Regions from separate parts of the Mus musculus genome. Here region 1 is linked to region 2. A link is a contact called in public capture Hi-C data. All regions are on one chromosome and are shown on one strand. The core of a region is the stretch at or near the end of the contact, and the rest is flanking DNA. Distances in the headings are between cores, read along the strand shown. Region 1 holds the start of Klra6 (killer cell lectin-like receptor, subfamily A, member 6). Region 2 holds the start of Klre1 (killer cell lectin-like receptor family E member 1).

Region 1 (3,912 bases), core at 619-3,118, 450 kb after region 2:
ATTATATACTTTAAATACTTACTTCTGTAGCCAGCTTCTCTGGGCCCTTGAGTCTCCTCATGCCTTACAAGTTTCTGCAACCTTGAAGACTTATGAAGTCTCACAGTTGAGTAAGTGACCTCCGGCTCACTCATTGTGGGAGTACAAGAAGTCTGTTCTCTGGTAAAATGGAGATTTCAGTGAATTCTAAGAAAAATGTTAAAATGTTCACCTATGGGAACATAACTGCATATGATGATACAGAGAGCTTAAAAAGGGTAGAGTCTGACTAACTCACTTAACAATCCAAACACCCTGACATGGACTGATCCTAATTTCCATCACAGGTAAGAACTCATTGTAGATTTCTGTTAAGTTAGTTTATCTTTCTAATGGTAATAGCAATTATTGCTACGAAATATGAAAAAGATTAAAACTTTACTGAATCATTCTACCATTGATACAGCCTATTTGTTCAAAATATTCAGCACATAAAAACACTAAAAAATATCATTGAAATATGTTTAAATAATTCTTTCAAAGAAAGGCTCAGGATTTTAGGAATAAATAAAAATGTTGTTTTAGAATTATTTATATATTTTGATAATACATAAATATTAATTGTTTCTCATTTTTTTTATTTATGCATGACTATCAGAGTTTCCCAAAAATTAATTGAAGATTAATTCTGCAGGGAATCCATGGCACATAAATATATATTGTCTTGAAGCCCCAATCAGCTGAGATGTCCAACCTCTTCAACCAGCCATATTCTATTCATTCTTATCCATGGTTGGACCTGGCAAGTGAATTCAGCAAGATAAGTTCCTAATGAGTGGGATAAAACAGACTCAGAAAGAAAAATGTGGTATAATCTATCTCATCTCAGACTTCTGGCTCAAAGTCGTCACAAATGCTTTGTAACTTTTAGTAACTGCAGCAAACAGAAAGGTCATAAAGGGACATTGCAAGCTAGGGTGTGGGAGCAACAGAGAGAGGTATAGAGGATACAATGTGAACTTTTAATCTCAAATCATTCCATGTACATGCCAAGTCAAATATGATAAATACGCACATGATGTTGCAAGAGGAGGCTATATAAAAATACATTTTGCCTATATGCAGTACACATTAGCTGATGCCCATGGATACCATCTGATAGTAGACATCAATTTATTTGTAAATAGTATTTATAACTGACTTTACACTTACATTAATACCTGAGCTGAGAGCCAGCAGATAACAAATGCAAGATGCACATGTGAGAGAATTCTTGTCTAGTTTTTCAATTTATGAAGTTTTCAGAATTGATTCACAATTTGCATTGACAAAAAAAGAATCCTTCCATTACAGAATTCTTTTTCAAAATTCTTATTTATTATTATTGTTCTTCTTCTGGGTGAACTGAGGTGCACATGTCCAGAAGACAATTTTACTAAGTGAGTCCTCCCACTCTACCTTCATGTGAAGTCCACGGATCAAATTACGTGGTCAGTCAGTCTTATATAGAAAGTACATTTACACACTGACCCGTTTTACCTGGATCATATTATTACATTTTCAGATGGATAATATATGAACATTTGATGCAGTTATAGAGTAATGAACTTCAGAGATCCCTGTACCTTAATTTCTTAGCACACAAGTCACAGTATACTCCTAAGAAAACAGTTAGTGCAGAATAACAGTTGTCACATGCTGCCAGAGTTAACCTGATCTAACACAATAAAAAGTGCTTCCCCATCAATCCAGCTCTCACATCACAACACCTGAAATTCTCTTGAGTATATTTGATCGTTTGGTAGAAAAAAAAAAAAGGCAGTTACTTTTTTTACCTGTGTCTCTACCGGAGTGATTCTGGTGAGGGAAAATTTGTCTGTAGAGTTGGTGTTTTCTAGTCTATATCCCCTACAAGTTTCAAAAATGAAAGACAGAACTAAATTTCCACCGAGTGATACTCAACCTCATGATTTTCTGCCCCTCCTCTTCATCAAAGCAAAAAGAGGAAATTGCTTATTGCAATCTGAAACAACATATAGTATCAGGTGGACAAAACAAATGTGAATAATTTATATTTGAAGACAGAGATGATGGACACTCCTGCTGAGAGGAGAAAGCATTGTCTTTAGCAAAACAAATAGGAAAAAGTGGGAGAGAAGTTCGTAGGCTAATTTTGTCATAGACTGTTGGAAATTACATTTAAGTTACTATTTTTTTAGTTATTCCTTGAATTAGAATTATGCTAATTGCAGCTAAGTATATATTAAGAATGCTTTTGAGCACTCACATTTCCACTGCTGAAGTCTTCCTTTTAAATTTTCTAGATCTTCAATCATAGATAATATTTCCATTGAACATTAATGTCATTCTGTATGGAGTATTTTGATGCTGATGTTGTCATGATGCTGAAAATCAAAACTAAGACAATGAAAATGCTCAGCAAATATTCTTTCCCTGAAATACAGACTCAGGACTTGTTCTTTTGTTTTTTTTGTTTTTTTTGTTCTGGTGTTTTTTTATTTTTTTACTTTGTTTTGGTTTGTTTTGTTTGTTGTTGTTATTTGAAATGCTTTATCTTACTGTGTAGCATAGGCTAACCTTACACTCACATTCCTCAGTTCTCACTCTTTTCTGTTTTAGACTTATAGCTGTATACCATGAAACCAACGTATTCCAGGTTAATAAATAAATAACAAGCATTTCATACATATGTATGAAATATACATATACATCATATATATGAAATATATATCATACATATATATGAAATATATATATATCAAGATTTTAAAGCCATGTATAATTCATAATTACTGATGTACAGCATAAATTAATTATACAACCCACTACTACTGAATATCCTAATATTTTATACTATTTTCTTGTTGTTAGTTTAAAAACTATATGTGATATTCTTAGAACATACTAGGTAAGACATTTTATGCATGAAATCATCTGATTCAAGGACATTTAAAGAACTCGATTATAGGATATCAGATGACATCTAATTTATTTTCATTCAATTGGTAAATAGTGAAAATTCTCACAGTTGATTTTTTAGAGAGTAGATGAGGTGATTTTTCTTCTATGAGTTTTGCCCATTGGTTTGTGACGAAAATTGTTGGAATGAAGCTATTTCAGCAAAGACAGATTGAAAGTCCAGAGAATGGAGAACTTTGTTGTTTTGTAGATCTAACAAGTAATTGTCTTACCAGATGCTAGGTTTAGCCCTATAAATATCCTGTGTCAGAACAAACATCCTGTCACTGGCAGATAAAAACTTCATGTAACCTATGAACCTACCAGATCATTACCTTCCACCAACATGAAGGCTAAGAATGTCCTAAGATATCCTATATAAAAATTTCTCCCATCTTGCTGCAACCTCCTCTCTGATGAATCTACTATTGTACGCTGAAATTGGCTGGATTCATGACTATCTGGGTTCTTTAAAACTCCAAAACTTCATGAAACTGCTTCCACATTGGAACATGGAGACATGATCACTCAAAATTGTTCCAGAATATACTTTTATTCCATATAAGGTGAAAGCTGGTTTTTGCATCAATAGTCTTCCATTGAAAGCTATTGCTGTGCACATTACTAGTGAGGCTGCACATGCTGAATACTTCAGACACTTCACTGGGATTGAGGGTGCAGTTCAATGTAGGGCCAAGCTTGGCGTATACAAAGCCTTAATCATATATCATACAATAATGATAATAATAATGATAATAATGATAATAATACAAATGACAATGATAGTAACAAAAACAATGATAATAATAATAGCATAAAGAGAGGAGGTAAAAGACTATTTGATTTCAATAGTCTCTTCCCATGATAAGAATATATAAGTCTCTCACTAAATTGCACTTTCATTTGATTGTAGTTTTTTCTGTCCTGCTGTCTTGTTTTTTATGAAAAAGTTTA
Region 2 (3,717 bases), core at 1,000-3,499:
AGTAGTAGTTTCTACACACCCATACTATGATGGAACTATCATTCTTGAGTTATCAGCCTATGTATCTATGGATGGAAAAAAGAATATATAAATGTATTGCTCATGGACACAGACACAGACACACAGACACACACACAGACACACAGACACACACACACACACACACACAGAGGAATATTACCTAGCTATAAAGACAAGTAAAATCATGTCATTTTTGGGAAAATATACAAAATTGGAGAGTGCTATTTTAAATAAAATAACAGTCAAAGAATGAAAAACAAAAACGAAAGGAGGAAATATTTAAAGGAGTTTTAGAAAGGCACAAGTCCCTTATGCCCCATTTCCTGGACCTTTTTCTTGCTAGCTGAGTCAAAATTTCTAGAGATTATACTGCCTAAAAAGATCACACATATAATTGCTAAGATGGGTAGTTAAGTATGCCCAGGTAGAATATGTTGCGGCATTTTGTTTGTATGTATATGATCTATGTAAATTTTATTTATTTATTTATTTATTTATTTATTTATTTATTTATTTATTTATTTATTTATCTATCTATCTATCTATCCACCCATCCATCCATCCCTTTATCCATTCATGCTTTTGTTCTTAAAAAATTCCTTTCTTGTGTGTAAGCCTGTCTAGTGTGCTCATAAATGACCCAGTGATTTCATTTATACTTCAAAGAGTTGCAATGTTTTCTTTCTTCCCTCTAAATACTGTAATTCCAAAATCCCTAAATCTCTTTCCAAGGTTGATGGCCCTGAGGGTCACTTCTCTCTGATACAATTCAAATTGTATCTCCTGATCAACAACCAGGCCAAGTTTGTGTCAGTTTGGCTCATCTTGACATTCTTTATTGCTGTCAAGTCCAGAATCCAGACATCTCAGCTGCACATAAATAGTAGAGGCCCCAGGACTGTGAGGCAGACTCCTCAAACTGCACAGCTAGGAGAATTGAGCCATTTCCCAGGCCTCTGAGTGAAGGGGGACTATCAGGGATACGAAAAGAGACCCAGGATGAGAATAGTTGGAGGATATAAGACTCCACAGACTGGTTCAGGGGACTCATGGCCAGAGTCTTTCTTACCCTCCCACTCTTAAGCATGCTTCCCACTGGTGGCAGTTTTGGGGCTGCAAATTCACAGAATCTCCTCCACTCTGTTTGTTTTCTTTCCGGACTTCTCATTACTAGAATGTTTAAGACACTTAGTGATTCTGAAAGTCTGGCCTGGGGAGAGTAACAGTAATTTTGTTTCCCATCTTTTTAGTTACTTAACTTTCAATTTTACAAAAAAAAGATGCAAAACATGAGACAGAACTTCTGCATATGTATACGTAGTCAAAGAGAAATCCACTAGGAAGAATTCAATAGGCAAACAACTTATTCAAGATGATAGAAGTAGGGGAAAGTAATGGAGTTCAATTCTGAAGCAAAAAGCAGAAACAAAAGAGAGAGATAACATGAGCTAATGGGAAAATCCATGAAGGCTTTACAGAGAGGTCAGCCAATGGCTCAGATGTTTGTTGTCCCAGTCTGTGCTTTCTGAAGCTGAGCTGGGCGTTTACACTTTCTTTCTTAAAGACTGTATTAGTATTCTTAAGGAATGTCTTTACCTGAGTCTTTGACAGAGGCATTCCTAGGGCATAAGTCTGGGAACAGGCTGAAGATTTATATCTCAGAATGTACTACAGTCTTCAAAGGTAATACTTTGAAAAACATGCAGGTCAGCCAGTAATAGTCTGGAAGAAAACTGTCTAAAATAAAATTTAGTTAAGTTCAAATGAAAGTTAAGGGTGACCACACCCATCCATATTCACACAATAGCACACACACTCACGCGCGCGCGCGCGCACACACACACACACACACACACACACACACACACACACAGAGGCACACACACACATCATTCTCATGCCATTCTGACTCGATTGTGTTTAAGCTGTGGTTCCAGAGAGTCATATATGACATTGTAGTGAAAATGTTCTTATGGGAATGGAATATTTGATTACATCAATGTTTGCTTGTTTTTTTTCAAGATCCATGACTTGCTGTGCCTGGGAATGAATGCACAGCCTCATGAGTATTGAGTAGTGGATGGACACATGATCTTACTTGAGTTTTAAGCTATGCTCTCACCCATATTATGGGTGCTAAACGGAAATGTAAAGCATTAGTGAGGACTTTGCTATGGGGCTGTGAAGTGTGATCAAGCAGCTTCCTCCCCTGTTCCCAGTTCAGTCTTACATATCCTGCTCCAGACCCTGCTGATTAGCACATATTAAAGTTTTAACATCTGTGCCTGGAATTCCCTCTTTGCTTCAGGTATGTCTGATCATTTCTGGTTCAGAGTTTGGAACATATAACTTATATAATTTGTTCTAGGGGGAATAAATCTCCCTCAAGGCATGGTTTAAAGTTGTTTATTATACCTTTATCTTATGCGTATTGGTGTCATGTCTGCATATATGCATGTGCACACTGTGTGTACCTGGTGCTCCAGGCAACTACAAGAGCGCATGGGATAGCCTGGATGGGGAGTTACAGAGGATTGTGAGCCACCACGTGTGTTCTGGGATGTTCACTGGGAAAGTAGCTAGTGTTCTTAACTACTGAGCTATCTCTCCAGCCTTGTTTAAGGCATTTTAATTGAAAATAAACACCAACCAGAGTACACAAGCAAGCAAGCTTTCATTTTATTTGATTCTCATTCCCAATCTACAGAAATCAATGACAGACCAAAGTAACGATACTACAACTTCCAGCTTGGTATGGTGACTTTCAGATATAACAATTTTCACAGGAAAGCTTCTCTGGAACCTGAGTCACAAACAAGTGATGGCATTCTGGTCAGTTTTCCTCAGCTCTGCCACGGAGGGTCAAAATTAGCAAATAGCATACAATTAATTTTCCTCCCACTTTGAGTTTAATATATTTTAGTATTTTATATATCTTGGTTTTGTTGTTGTTGTTGTTGTTTATTCATTTGACAAATCACACTACTTGAATAACAATACAGATTTTAAAAATGTTTATAAGCTATTTTTATCTTTTAAAGTATTTTAATTAATTATTTCAAAATTGTTTTTTTTCATTTTGTTTTTGTTTCAGTTTTGTTTGTTTGTTAATTTTTATTTTTTATTTATTTTTGGTTTGTGAAAGAGTTTCACTATACAGCCCTGGCTGGTCCAGAAGTTTCTATGTAGATCAGGTGCTGACTTCAAACTCAGGAATGTGCCTGCCTCTGCCTCTTGGATCTTTGAATACTATTTTTCAGTTTATATTAAAGACAAGACTTCCTTCCTTCCTTCTTTCCTTCTTTCCTTCTTTCCTTGCCTCTTTTTGTGCATATGTGTTTGTGTGTGTGTGTGTGTTGCTAGAGATAAACTTAGTACCTTATACATGCTAAGCAAATGCTGTATTAATAAGCTATACAATCAGCCTAGTCACATTTATTTAAGAACTAATTTGGCCAGGAGAATTAGAAGTTCAAGACCTGTCAGTAGTGTAGTGAGAATCTGTCAAAACAAACAAACAAACAAACAAACAAACAAACAAACAAACAACACTGGAAATTTAGCCCACTTATAAAGCACTTATGTAGCATGCACAAGGTGCTGGATTGGAGCCTAAGTACCTCACTGTTTTAAGAAAAGAATTAACTAAATAAAGTTAGTTTACTTAATTTACCTCTAAGTTTCTGGTATTATGTT

Evidence for each region. Capture Hi-C pulls out chosen DNA fragments and counts their contacts.
Region 1: a capture Hi-C map of macrophages shows a contact between it and region 2, with 7 times the contacts expected there. The contact joins the promoter of Klra6 here to the promoter of Klre1 in region 2. A contact is called at or near these places in 2 of 39 promoter capture datasets (cranial neural crest and embryonic stem cells), 1 of 15 datasets of contacts at CTCF or cohesin (large pre-B cells), 8 of 484 Hi-C or Micro-C datasets (CD8 T cells, Th1 cells, bone marrow-derived macrophages and 3 more), 2 of 115 datasets of contacts at active chromatin or transcription factors (effector CD8 T cells and memory CD8 T cells) and 3 of 9 other capture datasets (adipose tissue, liver and macrophages).

Annotation. Positions count from the first base shown.
Region 1 is chr6:130,025,086-130,028,997 of GRCm38.p6, forward strand. Klra6 (killer cell lectin-like receptor, subfamily A, member 6) reads right to left here and starts at 1,869. Exons shown (of 8, transcript NM_008464.2): 1 at 1,815-1,869; 2 at 23-159. The coding sequence starts at 134.
Region 2 is chr6:129,576,037-129,579,753 of GRCm38.p6, forward strand. It overlaps Klre1 (killer cell lectin-like receptor family E member 1), which reads left to right and starts at 2,250. Exons shown (of 7, transcript NM_153590.3): 1 at 2,250-2,329.